Linked DNA regions of Mus musculus: region 2 is linked to region 1. A link is a contact called in public HiChIP or PLAC-seq data. All regions are on one chromosome and are shown on one strand. Each heading gives the region's core, a stretch centred on a gene start, on an enhancer-like site or on the middle of the called end of the contact. The rest is flanking DNA. Distances are from core to core; before and after follow the strand shown.

Region 1 (3,749 bases), core at 538-3,037:
TGTATTCCCAGCACTTGGGAGGCTGAGGAAGAAGATCTGCTTCAAGTTCAAGGTCAGCCTGAGTTACGGAGACCCTGCACCAAAACCCAACAGAAATATCAAACTGGAGAGCTCTTCCATTCTGCTCTGCCTACCTGCCCTCTCAACAGGGCTTGTGTTCTGTATCTGTGAGGGCTGAGTAGAGGCAGCCCCCATATCAATCACCTCAGACTTCTGTGGACAGGGAAAGATCACCAGGGGAAGCAGCTGGGTCCCCAACTACCAGAACTATAGCATTCTGGGAAACAATGCCTCATGATTTCCTCTTCCTAAAACAGCAGTAATGAGAACAGCAACAGCAGCAGGCATTTTCAGGCATCAACTCACTCCTGCAACCATCCAGGTGGCTACTGGTACCCCTCTTCACGGAGAAGGAAGCTGAGAACAGGAGGGTAAGCTGTCACAGGACCACCTATGGCAAAGCCAGGATTCAAACCCAGCTGTGACGAGCTCTGGTTGTGCTTGTCCCTACAACACTTGTGGCCTTGAAAACATGGCTGTCAGGATACAGGTATCACCTTCAACATTCAAGTTCTCTCCAGCCCCAAAAAAGTTCATAATGTGTCTATCAATCCACTCATTTGTTCATCTAGCAGTGGAGTCCATTAGTTCTGGGAGTCTAATGAGAAGAAAATACAAACTGTTCCAGAGTTTACACTGGTGGGCACAGTAAAGATGGGAAAGACAGGTGCATTTTAAATAAGTGTTCATGAGGGACAAACATGGGGCCTGGAAAGGCTTTTCTGAGGTCATTCCAACTTGGGCACTGATGGAGAGAAGCCAGGTAAATGGGGAAGACCATTTACGGTCTACAGAGGTCAGGAAGTGTTTTGGTCTAAGCAGGCTCAGGCAGAGCTAAGGGGGAGGGTGTCATGGAAGCCTTAGCAACAAGAGGACTTCTGTGAACATCCTCCAACATTAAACCTGTGCTCTTCTCCTGTGAACAGCAGCAGGTAACACCGGCTGATACTCTCTACTCTGGAACCAACTGTTAGTTAGGACCATATCCAGCCAACTGCTTCACTTTGTAAAGGCAGCACTGGGATGCAACAGCCTTCCAAGGTCTCAGGTAAGCGTCATCCTCCTGCAGCCTCCTCACACACTTCTCTGTCCATGGAGTGACAGAGGGACCTGCGTCCTGGCAGAGGAAGCTCCATTCCAGTGCTCAAAGGACTCCCATGCAGACAAAGCCAGCATTCCCCAGGAACATTCACACACAGGACCTGGCTCTGCCGCTCTCTCTAGAAGCACTTTCAAGGCTCCACTAGGATGGGGGCTGGGGTTGAGGATCCAAGTCCAATTGCCCTAAAGAACCCAGGTCCAGACCGGCCTCCAAGGGCTTGGAGGTGACCCAGGCCTCAAGAGGGCTAGAGTGACCAGTTCTAACACCAGTCTGCCATAGAGACATGCCCTCATGGGAGACTCACCAGTTTCTGGAAAAGATGGCCCATGGTGACCTGGCTGTCCCACTGCTGCACCTTGGGGCAGAGGTTGTCGTAGAACTCCTTGTGGATCTCGTAGATGTCCTGGATCTTGTAGAAGATGGTCTCAATCTGTTGGATGGTGAGCACAGGCTGGGAGGTGGTGGCTGTGGCCTTCAGGGGTTTCATGGGCTGAAGAGGAAGAGGAACAAAGTACAAAGGTGGTGATGAATGAACCAGAGCGTTCGTTGGCAGGTCCTGGGCAGATTGTGACACTGATTACATGCAGCGCCGCCCAAGTTCTGCCTAGGCAGGGCCGCTGAAGTCAGAGCACCTGAAACACGATTTCTCAGAGCTGCTGTCACAGGTCCCAACAAGCCACATGCAGAGAGAGGGAACCTGGCAGCAGCGATCTGACATAGTAGCCACAGCACTTCCCTTCCCCAACACAACCTTAGCTCACAACCCCTGGCTCGTTTGTGTGTGTTCACTGGTCCATTGAGCAGGTTCCTAGTCTCTTCCACAATGGCCTCAGGCCCCAGTCATAAGCCTCCTTGTCATGCTTCAGTGGGACAGTGTTACCTGGGAGGCCAGCTCCTTGGCTGTTTCCTTTTGAGAAACAGAAGGCAGTTCTAGTACTCAGGAGGTAAAACCAAAGAGAGATTCAACACTAGCTCAAGCCAGATCTGTACTGGAAGCACTCCAGAGGCTGAGGCAGGAGGATTGCAGGCCAGCCTGGGCAACACAGTGAGAGCCAGTCTCAAAAAAGAAACCAATGTTAGCTCAGAGAGGAACGGGTACATACATGCCACCCTCCTACTTTCCACATCCGTGGCAGACATGCAGACATTACTAAGCGAGCGTGATGATCTTTCCCACTGAGTGTGGTTTTGGTCACAAGACTCTTTCTCAATGCCTGTTGACATGAAAATGAAAGCAGCTAGTCATCCTTGCTCATCTATACCAAGATCACCAGCACCCTCAGTGGAAGGGGCAGTGACTGTCCCTGGCAGTGACTGGGCAATGGCCCAGCAAGAGACAGGGTGTAGAAATATGGACAGGGAAGGCACACATAGGCAAGGGAGAACAGCCTACAACCTTAAGGCAGTATGGAAAGGGTTTCCCTGCAGACCTGGGAGCAGTGGGAGACGACAGAGTCAGCATGGACTCACCAGAGCTGTCAGCGACACACAGGATGAGGCTGTGGGCCGACTAAGGAGAGAAGCATTCCAGGAGAGAGTGTGAGAGTTAACAGCTGAGGTGCTGGGCCGTGAGATCACCTACACCGAGGGAAGCAGAGCTACCAATGGCTCCTTCAGTGCTATGACAGCCAACCTGGGTTCATCACAGAGGCCAGCCTTCCATCCTAACTGTACTCCATCTTCCTGATGACAGTGGCTAAGCCCAAGTCTCATATATCCAGACAATGTCCAACTGTTGACTTTCTTTGTCCTCTACATTCTACAAAGTCCGGAAACAAGACAAAGCCAGGCCCAAGAAGACCCACTGACCCTCCTGGCACTAGAACCAAGTAACCTTTAGTAACAGGTTCTTGCTAAAAAACAGGATGGGATTCAATCTTGGTCAGGGCAGGCAGTATGGGCTGCAGCCAGAGTCTGCCATTTACTAGTTGGAAGCAAGTCACTCCCCATTTCTGGGTGTATCATCTCTTTACTAGCAGGCTCATGTGTGGGACTGAAGTGGTATTACCTTCTCAAAAGAACCAATAGGAAGAGTGAATCTCAAAAGTCACACATTACATAGAATATCTAGGGGTTGGAGATGACTCAGTGGTTAAGACTGCTTCCTGCTCTTGCAAAGGACATGGGATCAGTCCTTAGCACCCACATGGTAGCTCACAACCACCTGTAACTCCAGTTCCAGGGGATCTGACATCCTCTTCTTGCCTCTAGTTTGAGCATGCATGCAGTGCACATAAACTCATGAAGACACATACATATAAAGATGGTAAATAAATCTTCAAAAAATAATAAAGAGCCGGGTGTGGTGGTGCACACCTTTGATCCCAGCACTCGGGAGGCAGAGGCAGGCAGATTTCTGAGTTTGAGGCCAGCCTGGTCTACACAGTGAGTTCCAGCCCAGCCAGGGCTACACAGAGAAACCCTGTCTCAAAAAACGAAAAAAATAATAATAATAATAAAGAGGGGTTGGGGATTTAGCTCAGTGGTAGAGCACTTGCCTAGCAAGTGCAAGGCTCTGGGTTCTGTCCTCAGCTCTGAAAATAAATAAATAAATAAATAAATAAATAAATAAATAAATAAAGTTTCT
Region 2 (3,749 bases), core at 314-2,813, 110 kb after region 1:
GTAAATGTACCACATTTTTTTTTATCCATTCCTCTATTGAGGGACATCTGGGTTCTTTCCAACTTCTGGCTATTATAAATAAGGCTGCTATGAACATACTGGGGCATGTTTCTTTCTTACTAGTTGGAACATCGTCTGGATATATGCCCAGGAGAGGTATTGCGGGATCCTCCGGTAGTACCATGTCCAATTTTCTGAGGAACCGCCAGACTGATTTCCAGAGTGGTTGTACAAGCTTGCAATCCCACCAACAATGGAGGAGAGAAGTGACTACAGCAAAACCAACAGAATTCACAGCTCTTCTTAAGAGAGGCCTGACCTCTCCCCTCCAATGCACGCCTGATCTCAGGAGCAATTTCCCCTATTCGGTTACTGAAAAGCCCTTTAGTTAATGTGTCTCCAGTGTCACCAAGATTTATGTCCTAGACACCGTGTCTAGGATTACAGGATGTGCCTCCATGCCCAGTACCAGTAGAGTTCTTAAGCTGCTTGTCAAGGGAACTGGCAGAGCCAGAAAGGAACAAAGACAAACTTCCATGTTTTCTCCTTAAAATGAGGTCTAACCCTCTGAAGTCTTCTGATATGAAGCCTGTGCCTGGAGGGTCCCTGGTGATAAGGGCACGGAGTGACCCTAATTAGGGCAGCTCTCTCACATAGCCTGACATAGGCTCAACTAAGAAAGAATTATAAAGTTAAAAAAAAAGCTCTACTTTTAGACTCCAGGGTCACTAAGTACATGTTTTACCAATGAGCCACACTACCAGCCCACGTAAGGAACATTTTAATTTTTTTTTATACTGTGCCTGTGTATGTGTGGGTGTGATGAGTGGCTGGGTAGACAGGTGCCACCATACATTCCAGGGATCAGAGGACGACTTTTGGGTGTCAGTTCTCTCCTTCCATTGTAGGTTCTGAAGGCTGGACTCAGTCCTCAGACCTGCACAGCAACACTTGTACTGGCTGAGCCATCTCACCCATCCCACAACGAACATTCTGAGGAAAAGTGTCTCAGGAGAACCCAGGAAGAAACTGAGCTAATAGCTCCATAGCTTGCCTCAGCCAGCCCCCCTTTCCAAATTCCATGTCTCTGTTGCCCAAAGCTTGAACTTTCTGGAACACTCTCTGTTCAGTGGTCTCAGTGGGGGCTGCATGACGTGCTGGGAGAGGATCACACCATGTGACTCACTTTCCTAAGGAGGTACCTGCGCTTCTGAGAACCTGCTACACAGGAACTGGAAGTGCCACAAAGGCTGAGGCAGCACCTCAGTTCCCTTGCAGAGCCATCTGGGCAGGAGCCCTGTGCAGGGCTCGGGAGTCACCTGCTTTTGGGGGGTGCCAGGGAGCATATTATGGTGGATAATTAAGAGCAATCGGACCCAGGCCCTGACTGATCGGCTCTGAGGTAGTGAAACAATAAGCCCGTGGCTCTCAAATCTGGCCCTGCCTATCTCTGCCAGAGCAGGCCAGCCCGACACCCAACTTTTATCTAACAGGCAGAGGACAGTACAACACTGGCCTCTTGACCACTCAGAGAGTTCAAGCTCTCAGGGCCTCCTCAGAGACAGATATGACTCAGAGGAAGCCTGGCTCCCTTCTCAAAACCCAGAGTCTTCTAGACAACTCATTGCCCAATTCTTTATGTGCCACACTTGATTATCTCCCAGTTTCCTATTTCTGTGTGATTGTGCAAGCTTCTCTCCTAGGAAGCCACATGTTTATCACATGATGGTAGCCACAGGCCACCAGCAGAGGGAGGGAGGATGCTGGGAAGTCTCCTTTCCTGGACCCTGTTCTAGTTCAAAACTGTGGGTAGTGCCTTCCCATAGACAGCATCCTTCGATTTGGCTTCCCTGGTGGAGGGGAGGCGGTCAGCACAGGCAAGGTCAGAAGGCAGTTCCTGGGCTCCTTTATATACTCCGTTAGACCTGGGCTCCAAGCCTTCTCTTCCCCTCAGCTTCTAATTGTTGGGGCAAATGTGCCCTAAAACCATGAGATCAGAGCATTCTGCAGGCTGAGGAGACAGGCACATGCGCTGCTGTTGCGTCTGGCTGACTAGAGCCTCAGTGCTTGGGTTAGTTCTTCAGGGAGCCCTTTAGGAGAGTGAAGCTGTGTTTCACTGGGGTTTCAGGGTTGTTTTAGTAAGAGGCCCTCTTTGTCTCCCACCACAGTTAAGCCAAGAAGAGGAAGCTGCCACAGAGATGTTCACTCTCTCGGAGCCACACACACACACACAACCACACACGTACACAGGCCACACTTCCTCCCAGGCCTGACAGGAACCCTGACTTCTGCAAAGACTGCTAACCCCAACTCCAGTACCCATGGGCACATCTGGCCACAGCTGAGTTGCTGAGGATTTCCAGTGTGACTTCAGGGCCAAAAAAGGAAGAGATTCTTCTCTTGCCAAAGAGTATTATGGCCCCAAGACACACACAAGGTGACTTTCCATATGACTCACCTGATTCTACAAGCACAAGACATACTCACTCCCTACCCAGACCCTCATTCTTCTAAGCAAGGCAGTGAAGGTGCACAAAGGCCTTAGAAGTTATCAGGGTTGGGGGCTGGAGAGATGGCTCAGTGTTTGAGAGCACTGACTGCTCTTCCAAAGTTCCTGAGTTCAAATCCCAGCAACCACATGGTGGCTCACAATCATCTGATGCCCTCTTCTGAGATGTCTGAAGACAGCTACAGTTACTTACATATAATAAATAAATACATTTAAAAAAGAAGAAGTTATCAGGGTTACAAATGCTTTGTTCTGGGAAACAAAACCCGTCTCTAACTCTGCAGGTGTCAGGGAGAGTGAAAGGAGGACTGAAAGATACAATGTGCCATGGTTCTGCCACAAAGAACACCCAAGCTGCTGGCTCAGAAGCCACACCACAATTAGCATCCTGTCATTTGCTCATTTTATACACATTTCATGTATCCCCGGGAGGCCACAGAGAGTATGAAGCACGTAGGCTAATTTTTTTTTTTTTTGGTATTGTTTTTCGTTTTTGTGGTGCTGTGGGTTTGTGCTTTTGGACAAATGCTCTACCACTGGGCTATACATCCAACCCCCTTATTTAAAACATATTTTATTCTTGTTTGTTTGTTTGTTTATGTGTGTAGATGTGCACACAGAGGTCAGAGCACTAGCCTTAGGAGTTGGTGATCTCCTGCCACCTTGTGGGATCCAAGGACTAAACTCACGCCATCAGGCCATCAGGCAAGAGCCTCTCTATCCACTGAGCCATCTCAGAACACCCCGTCCGTAATTGTCTTAACTGCTTGTTTATACAGTAATTTAATTTTCTCTGTTGTAAAAGTCATTGAGTCACAATAGAAATTCCTTTGGATGGGGGCTGGGAATGCAGATCCACAATAGAGCTTGCAGAATATACACAAAGCCCCGCCACTGAGGGGGAAATCCTCTAGACACTAAAAGCAAACTATGACTCAACGCACCACCCCACTCAGTACACAACAGGGTCACTGCACTCATGAAATCAAGTGGTTCTGCAGACGGCCCTGGGGTTTCTCAGCCAGATCACTGGTAGATCCATCTTCCTTCATTTTCTTTACTATCCTATTCCACCAAGCAAGGTATTTCTACCGAAATGAGAAATGACCTTGCTTTGTTCAGGGCCTGTTTGACCACAAACATAAAAATGAGACCGTGTGTGGGAGCTCTAGTTTGCTCATGGCGTAAGATGTGTCTGGTCTCCTTGGGGTGAGAAGCATTGTTGGATTTTCAGTGCTGC

Evidence for each region. HiChIP or PLAC-seq counts read pairs in DNA pulled down with a chosen protein or histone mark.
Region 2: a contact with region 1 is called in an HNF4G HiChIP or PLAC-seq map of pancreatic cancer cells. The contact joins two enhancer-like sites. A contact is called at or near these places in 1 of 484 Hi-C or Micro-C datasets (nephron progenitors), 10 of 115 datasets of contacts at active chromatin or transcription factors (CD8 T cells, the HPC-7 cell line, bone marrow-derived macrophages and 6 more) and 4 of 9 other capture datasets (adipose tissue, bone marrow-derived macrophages, macrophages and 1 more).

The regions. Positions count from the first base shown.
Region 1 is chr11:76,477,529-76,481,277 of GRCm38.p6, forward strand. Abr (active BCR-related gene) reads right to left here. Exons shown (of 23, transcript NM_198895.2): 4 at 1,467-1,652. Among named protein-coding and RNA genes, the nearest start is that of Timm22, 72 kb to the left of the region's middle. Within about 2 kb of position 1,788, at least 150 of the 459 cell types and tissues checked have an H3K27ac peak or open chromatin away from gene starts, as enhancers often do. A contact at or near this core is called in CD8 T cells, bone marrow-derived macrophages, macrophages and 3 more, where this site is marked.
Region 2 is chr11:76,585,903-76,589,651 of GRCm38.p6, forward strand. It overlaps a transcript of Abr not described here. Among named protein-coding and RNA genes, the nearest start is that of Abr, 16 kb to the left of the region's middle. Within about 2 kb of position 1,564, at least 177 of the 459 cell types and tissues checked have an H3K27ac peak or open chromatin away from gene starts, as enhancers often do. A contact at or near this core is called in CD8 T cells, bone marrow-derived macrophages, macrophages and 3 more, where this site is marked.